Regions from separate parts of the Sus scrofa genome. Here regions 2 and 3 are each linked to region 1. The links are chromatin contacts, called in public HiChIP or PLAC-seq maps. All regions are on one chromosome and are shown on one strand. The core of a region is the stretch at or near the end of the contact, and the rest is flanking DNA. Distances in the headings are between cores, read along the strand shown. Region 1 overlaps EYA4 (eyes absent homolog 4). Region 2 overlaps EYA4 (eyes absent homolog 4). Region 3 has its middle 160 kb from the start of RPS12.

The links. HiChIP or PLAC-seq counts read pairs in DNA pulled down with a chosen protein or histone mark.
Region 2: an H3K27ac HiChIP or PLAC-seq map of skeletal muscle shows a contact between it and region 1. The contact joins two enhancer-like sites. A contact is called at or near these places in 3 of 47 Hi-C or Micro-C datasets (all in skeletal muscle) and 1 of 2 datasets of contacts at active chromatin or transcription factors (skeletal muscle).
Region 3: a contact with region 1 is called in an H3K27ac HiChIP or PLAC-seq map of skeletal muscle. The contact joins two enhancer-like sites. A contact is called at or near these places in 1 of 47 Hi-C or Micro-C datasets (skeletal muscle) and 1 of 2 datasets of contacts at active chromatin or transcription factors (skeletal muscle).

What each region holds. Positions count from the first base shown.
Region 1 is chr1:30,539,947-30,542,646 of Sscrofa11.1, reverse strand. All of the region lies in intron 1 of EYA4 (eyes absent homolog 4), which reads left to right. Among named protein-coding and RNA genes, the nearest start is that of EYA4, 34 kb to the left of the region's middle. Within about 2 kb of position 1,281, at least 1 of the 83 cell types and tissues checked has an H3K27ac peak or open chromatin away from gene starts, as enhancers often do. A contact at or near this core is called in skeletal muscle, where this site is marked.
Region 2 is chr1:30,344,638-30,347,337 of Sscrofa11.1, reverse strand. All of the region lies in intron 3 of EYA4 (eyes absent homolog 4), which reads left to right. Among named protein-coding and RNA genes, the nearest start is that of EYA4, 230 kb to the left of the region's middle. Within about 2 kb of position 1,302, at least 2 of the 83 cell types and tissues checked have an H3K27ac peak or open chromatin away from gene starts, as enhancers often do. A contact at or near this core is called in skeletal muscle, where this site is marked.
Region 3 is chr1:30,761,677-30,764,376 of Sscrofa11.1, reverse strand. No RefSeq gene overlaps it. Among named protein-coding and RNA genes, the nearest start is that of RPS12, 160 kb to the left of the region's middle. Within about 2 kb of position 1,421, at least 3 of the 83 cell types and tissues checked have an H3K27ac peak or open chromatin away from gene starts, as enhancers often do. A contact at or near this core is called in skeletal muscle, where this site is marked.

The DNA of each region.
Region 1 (2,700 bases), core at 32-2,531:
CAACGACAGCCTCCAAAGTAGATGTAATAACTCTTTCCACTGGCTTATCCTCACTATTAAGATTTCTGACAAAAAAAAAAAAAAAAAAAAGGGAGTTCCCTTCATGGCGCAGTGGTTAACGAATCCGACTAGGAACCATGAGGTTGCAGGTTTGATCCCTGCCCTTGCTCAGTGGGGTAACTATCCGGTGTTGCCGTGAGCTGTGGTGTGGGTCGCAGACGTGGCTCGGATCATGTGTTGCTGTGGCTCTGGCGTAGGCTGGCAGCTACAGCTCTGATTGGACCCCTAGCCTGGGAACCTCCCCTATGCCACAGGAGCGGCCCAAGAAATGGCAAAAAGAAAAAAAAAAAAAAGATTTCTTACCTCTTTTTTTTTTTAATTATAGCTGACCAATTAATGCAAAGATATACTTCAATGAGGCCTAGGCAATATATGGAGGCCAAAGAGTATTGTGTGTGTATATATATATATGTTATTATTGATTTATTCAGCAAATTTGTGTAGAGTGCCCACTATGTGTAAGATTCTTCATTAAGCACTATAGAGGATTCAAAGCTGAATAATATGTAGTCTGTCCACAACATGTTTTCAGTAATCATGCTGAGTAAATTATCATCCACATCTAAAATACATACACTATGGAAGATGTTCCCAAGAAAAAGCCAAATTACCCATGGCTGAGTGGCTGAGAGTGAAGCAAACAATGTTGCAAAGAGAGGATGAGACCAGGGATTGGAGGCTCTGGAATGCCAGCAAAAATTGTTTTTGTTTGTTTTCCTTCCCAAAATTAAAGGAGTGATGGGAGCAGAACTACGTTGTACAGTGAATAATCTGATAGGAGAAGTGGGAAATGGCCTTAGAAATGGCAAAACCAATGATATGGCTATATGAATATTCTGTGTGATTGTAAATGAAGCCAGATTAAGTTAGTGTTATAAAAAAAATACAGAGGGGAGAAAGCCAAGCTTATGGGAGAAGTGGAAACTATAGGACTAAGCAAGTAATTGGATGAACAGGGCTAAGGAGGAAAAGGACTCATTGCTACCTCCAGGTGGCTGGGAGAACACTGGCGCCATTACTATAGAGAAGGGGTACAGGGAGAGGAGTATCTTGTTTGGGGGGGAGGTTGAAAGGGAGAGACAATGGCTTCTGTTTTTGTTGTATTGAATTACACACTTTGTCAGGCATAAATAGTCTTCCCCATCTAAGGCCAGGTACAAATGCTGCCTTCTTGGTTCCCTTAGCTGGAAGCAAACTCTCTGCTCTGAACTAAAATAGCCTGGTTGTCAATGTTTCTCTTAAGGAGCTTGACATTTTCTCTCTCGTGTAATAACTATTTTTAAATGCCCTATTTTCTGCTCTAGACTGAAATTCTGGAGGACAGGGACCATGCATGGTTCATCTCTGTCCCTCCTTACATTGAGTGAGCATACTAAGAGAAGATGCTGGAGAACATCCTCATTTTAGTGGCCAGAGGGGGTCCAAGGGAAGGATAAAGTACAAGTGATCAGAGAGGAGAAGGGACCTATGGCCAGAGCAGATCCACAGAAGCCAAGCTCTAGAGGAGGAAGTTCCAAAAGGAGCTTGTCAGTTGGGCCATTCACCAAAGAACAGTCTGTGAAGAAGAAGACTGAGAAAAGGACTTGGAAGTGAAAGAAGAGAGTTTTAGCCATTTGATATCCTAGGATGAAAACTAAGCAATGCCGCCAGACTTTTGAATTTCTCTGGACCGATTTCCTGGGTGGCTTTTTTCCTGGCACTTAGGAAATTTTTTTTTTTTTTTTTTAAAAACATAGGGCCATTTTGGGAAAAATTTAAGTGTTTATTGTTTTTGTTTTTGTTTTTTTTCCTCATTCAAAATTAAAACACCCTCTTTACTGGCTCCCATGGGGACAAAGCGTCAATTCTTCTAAGTTTCTTGAAGGGTAATGAGAAGGCAATTTAGAGGGGCACTGCGGCTGGATGAGTTCATTTAGTTCAGCACAATAATAATTACAGCATATTATGTCCCCAGCACTATGTGAGGCACTGAGAAAGGCAATCATCCTAAATCCTTCCTCTTGTGCCTTTTCTATCCCTGACTTCCCTCATCTATGGATGTAAAGCTTCCTGTCTCAGTGGGTTGTTCTCACCTCCTGAGCCACGTGCCCCAATCTCTCTGTTTTCTGAACCTGTACACTGCTTTGGAAGTTCTATCATGAAGCCAGGATGGTTTATCACAGATCTTGTACTATAGGACACATGCAGAATACTTTATCTATGCTAATGTGGAATATTAAAACATAGGATGCAAAAGAGGGAATCAGTTTGGGCTTAGAGGGTACATCAAATTGCCCGAAGGGGATCCTATAAAGGTTGGGTGAAAACACATGAATTAAACACACAGAAGGAGGGCCCCCATCACAGTGAGTATTCTCTGCTCTATTGCAATCAGGTTGTCAAATGGAGTGTTTGTTCATCCTTCATTTAAGCATCTAATTTAAGTTTTTAGTAACCATTTATCAAATGCTAGATGCAAGGCTCAGCAGTTTAAGGAGCTGGTATTATCACTGCTGTGGCTTTGGTTACAGCTGTGGTGCAGTTTCGATCCCTGGCCTGAGAACTTGCTGCAGGCTGTGGGTGTGGCCAAACAAAAAAAAAATTAAAAATAAAAACAGAATTTTTTTCTTTTTAGCCACCTTTAGCATAGGGACGTTCCCA
Region 2 (2,700 bases), core at 53-2,552, 200 kb after region 1:
CAAGTGTTGTGGCTGAGAAAAAACAAGGCTCTAAAGCATCACACGGGACAGATCACAGGGGTTTGGTTGGCTAGGTTTCAGCATTTGTTCATACTGTAAAGTGTCTGATAGCAAAGCTAGCGTCCTTTTCAACTATATTGACGGATCAGAGTGACAGTTGTGATATTCTTGCTACATTTTATACCTTTATGGACTCCGAGTTGGGACATTCCTCTTTGATGTTTGAAGGGCAGTTATGGGAAAGAAAATTTAGACTTGACCCATGTCAGTGGGTTAAATTGCTTTTGGGTCCAAAGTTGCAGAAACCATGGAGGAGAAGACTTTCTGATAAAAAGAGTGGGCTGAAAATGAAATGAACTGCTTCTTAATGATTTCCCTGATACTGCAGATTTTCACACAGACAAATCAGACAGGTATTGACAATGTTGCAAAAGTGATTGTGGTAAAAACCAACGTTTATTAAGATGCATTATGTGCCAAATTCTGTGGAATTTGCATGTGTGATCTTATTTAATTTACTCAGTCCCCCACTGGTGGGTATCATTAACTCCATTTTGAACCTTAAGTCCAAAGACTGGTAAGATGGAGTTTAAAACCCAGGTTTCAGTCTGTAGTACAAGCCCTTAACACTGGATTCATAGTCTTGCTCATGAAGTGGTATTTTTGCATTCAAGGACATTGAGTATCCCTTCAGACCCCCAAATCCCATCATTTTCATAGGAAGCCATCGTTACTTTGCATATTATGCCAATGCTTTGCTCTTTTAAACATTCATTTGCTCATTCAACATTCTAGCATTGACTGACCCTCAGTCATTCATCCAGTAGTATGTTTGATCGTTATTGGCAGTTTTTTCCTTAGAAAGAATCTATATATTTCTTGGTATAACTAATCACGTTAGATGTTTTGATCGTGGCATTATGGCTTTATTCTTCTGCTTGCTAGAGAGAATAATTTCCTGCTTCATTAACCAAGGTTTGTAACTGATCTGGCAGAAACTTGAGTCCAGTACTATTCAAATAATGAACTCATTGGGCTTTTTCCCTTCTGTTTTCGAAGTAAAGCAGGGGGAAGCTTTGAAAATCTAAAATTAGAGAAATGCTTCAAAGGTACATTTTTAAAATACTTACTCACATTTCTTGGGTGGGGAGAGCATGTTTTGTGGGGATATCTGTTAGAGTCATTGTGAGGAGAGGGCCAGAGCTGCAGGTCTCAAGTCTGGAGCTGTAAGGAAGCCCTGGAAAGGAAGGACCGCAAAAGTGTCCAGAGAACAGCGTGTCCATGGCTTTATTTGCTGTTACTCCAGGGCCTGAGGTCACTCTGGCAGACGGGTCACTTACACTGCAAGCATCCAGACTGGCTTGGGGACAGGCATGAGGTCACCGGCAGATGGTAAGAACAGCTCCCATTATTCACGGCCCACTTCCCTGATCCTTGTTATTAGAGGTCTTCTTCCTTCAGTATTTCCTTTTCTCTGCAGCAGAACCCAGCTCGGACCTTGTCTGCTGAAATGGGCTAGTGAGGGCCTGTCTACCCAATCAATGACATAGACACTGTGCAACAGAGAGCATCCGCATCTCCCAGCCTAACTGCCAGGAGAGAACACTGGCTTAGAGCTGCAGCAGGGACAAGGGCTCCTTGGCTCCTAATCTGAAATATGTTGGCTTAAAGTGGACCTGTGTGCTTTTTTTCTGGAAAATGGGAATTGATACCCAGTAGGGACATGCCCATGACTTTCATCTACTCTTTGTCGACCAAATCACTTTATTATATTTTTTCTTGCACAGTGGTTTTCTATATCCACACAGAACATCTTCTTCCCTACTCTCTCATGTACACACACACACACACACACACACACACACTCATTTGGAGACCTAACACTGCACATGCAACCGTGAAACCTTCCACACACATAGACATCAGAGAGCTAATCCCCCTCACTCTCCACCTTGCTCTCTTGCCAGCCTCCAGGCTCTCAGAAGATACTTCACCGATTCCTAGAAATGCCCCTAGATGCTCAAGCAGTATTTGCTAATCTAGAGAACACATGACTCCAAGTAACTCAAATCACTTTCATCAGCATTTGTCCTATGCCTATTTTATTATTCATCCTTAGCACTCACTAAGTACTCTGCACAGTTTTAAGTGTAGAGGGCAAAACAATGAATGAAACAAAATAATCCTGCCCTAGTTCAGCCTCCACTCAAATTATTTAAGTGGAAGCTGGTTTTGTTCTTCTTATTTTCCAGCTAAGGAGAATGAAGAGGCTTATATTACACAGAAAAGGAAGTTATGAGCAAAGCAAATACCTGAACTCTTGCCCTTAAATGCATTCTGCTGGTCAACGTGAGAATTGGCTATTTAGGTGGACTCTGAGAGCATGGGGCATAAAGCCCTGCAGACATACAGTCCATTTTATGCAGAGAAAAGCTGGCATGAGAGTGAATGCCTTTGAAAGTCTAGGATGCTTTTGCATTTCTTGGGTCATGAAGAATTGATGGAATCTTAGCCGGTACATAAACAGGCTCTGACTCATTACCAGGCTCTGTGCAGAGGGGATCATGGTTTCTGAGCTACAGTAGAGTCTAGGTGCACACATATAAAGCAGGCTCTCCCTTGGGTCTGAAGAGGATATTTAAATCTGCTAGAAATAAATCCCATCTATGCTGCAGAAGAATGCAGACAAGAACCAAGGAA
Region 3 (2,700 bases), core at 172-2,671, 220 kb before region 1:
CTCCTCTTTTTAAATATTCTTGATCTCATGTAATGACTAGCTGCATCCTAGTCCTTATAAAAGATGACCATCCCTTGTCAATTCTATTTCTGAAAGATCTCTTGAATGTGTGTCTTTCTCTGAATTCCCACATATGCTCTTTTAGTTATATTTCTCTAGACCTAAACTCTCACATTAATATATAGTATATGCTTCTATCAGAATGTCTTTTAAAAGTACAAATGCAACCGGATCAATTTTCTCTTCAAAATCCTACCAAGATCCTAGGGATTCGGTAAGACAGGAAAAATAAATAAAATTTGAAAACATTTGAACAAAGAAGGAAAACATACATCACAAGATTGTGGTGCAAACAGAATCCAAAGCATCTGCAAATAATCTAATAGAATAAGTAAATTTAAGGTAAATATGCAAAATCAATTATTTTAATCTATTAGCAACAAACAATAAAAATTCTACAACAAAATAATCCCATTAATAGCAGCATCAAAAGTTAAGTATTTAAGAACACATTTAATAAAAGATATGTTATATCTCTACACTGAAAATTATAATACATATTAGTCAATGTTAAACAAGTGTTTATCAAATTAACACCAAATACTTGTGTCAGAAAATATTCTCCAGTCACTTTTGGAGATGTTACACATACTTAAACCAAAGTAGAAACACAAAAAGTGGTGTCAACTTACATGGAGATACAAATGTGCTTGGTCACCCTCAGCAAAATAGATTCTTATACTCTTGTAGAGATTGCAAATAATTTAAAAAATATCTTAGCGACAGTCCACTCATTAAATTTTCTTTTATTTTATCTCCATGAATAGTGAGTGCCCAAAGAAATAAAGCTGAGGACAGGCACATTTCTCAACATTTGAGTACATGTGTGGGAAAAAAAGCCAGATCTGTTATGGAATTTTGTCACTTTGGTCAAATGACAAAATTATCAAATTTAAATAGAATTTTTAAATGGTGCATGAAACAAGATTTGTTTGTTGGCATTTTCCTTGAATGGAGCCTTGTCAAGCACTTGGTTGGGCCCAACACTGCTGAAAGTTTGCCCTTGATTGTGACTGCCCTACACAAATGTAGGCGAGCAGCCAGTTTCAACACATGATTCTCGGGGTTCATTTGGGGTTTTGATGGCAGGGTGCAAAAATAATATATATTTGTTGTTGCTGTTTAAACATCTCAATTGGCATCTTTCTGGATGTAGTCTGACTATATAAATTATATCTGGATGTTAAATCACTAGTAGAAGCATTTCCTATTTTGAAGAAACTAATTAGGTCGAAATGACTAATTCCCAGTTGCAGAGTCATGAACACAAAATATGATTCATGGAAGTAGGTATGACTTCACATCCAGGACATGGTAACGCTTTATTTGTGTGCATTTAAGGAAGACAGGGGCAGAAGTTCATTTGCTGCACCTGTTAGAAAAAGTTGTGAAGGCAAGTAATAGTCTGGAATCGTCCGTACCTCATGCCCAGTGGCACTTCAAGAATGACCGCATCTGCCAGCCACACGCTGGCACCGCCGCCTCTTCAGTCTTAGCGTGACTCACATGCACTTAGTGCTGAAGCAGGATGAAACTGAGGGGAGGGACGCAAAACCTCCCCCCTTGGAATCAGGGTTTAAAAAAGGAGGCTGTCAAGATGGGGCTAAAAACACATTTTCCTTTCAGTTTTATAACCAGTGGTAGGTTTGTCCGTGTTGATTTAAGAACAGTTATGAAGTGTTTATATTATTCTTATTAGTTATGCTTCTGAATTTGAAGCAGGGCTTATCTGCATTCCACACACACATATATATATATATATATTTTTTTTAAAGCATTGGCATTTTCTAAGACATTCAGAGCCTCGGGTTTTAAACAAAGCAATGGTTCTTAGTACTCTGTAACTTTTCCTTGTAACAAAGAAAATGTAGGGCAGATTGTTTATTGAAACTGCGATGTATGTGGTGGGGCTTCCGGCTAAGATCCACCTCTTAGCAAGCACTTAGGGAAGCGTAGAGGTTATAGATTATATGCCATTCCAGGATGCAGGCTGTGGTGGACTTTGCTTTGGCTTTGTTTGATTTTATTTCACTGTCTAGCATTCATTTTCTTTAAGTCCTCCTTTCTTTTAAATTACGTTTTTAATTGGGATTTAATTGACATACAACATTGTGTTAAGTTTAGGTGTAGACAACATAATGATTTGATATATGTATATATTGCAAAATAATCACAATAAGTTTAGCTAACATCTATCAGCACACATAGTTTTTTTCTTATGATGGGAGATTTTAAGATGTACTCTTTAGTAACTTTCAAATATCCAATACAGGATTTTATTCTAAGATGGCTCACTCCCATTAGCTGTGGTCACATGGATTTCTCTGCAGGACTTTTTTTTTTTTTTTGCTTTTTTAGGACTGAACCCAGGACCTATGGAAGCTTCCAGGCTAGAGGTAGAATTGGAGCCACAGCTGCGGCCTATACCTCAGCCACAGCAACATGGGATCTGTGAACTGCGTCTGCAACTTACACCAGAGCTCATGGCAATGCCAGATCCCTGACCCACTGAACGAGACCAGTGATTGAACCACATCCTCATGGATATTATTCAGATTCATTTCTGCTGTGCCACAATGGGAACTTCTCCGGAGGACTTGAGTTTTCTCACAAACTGCCTTTCTCAGAATGAGATCCAAG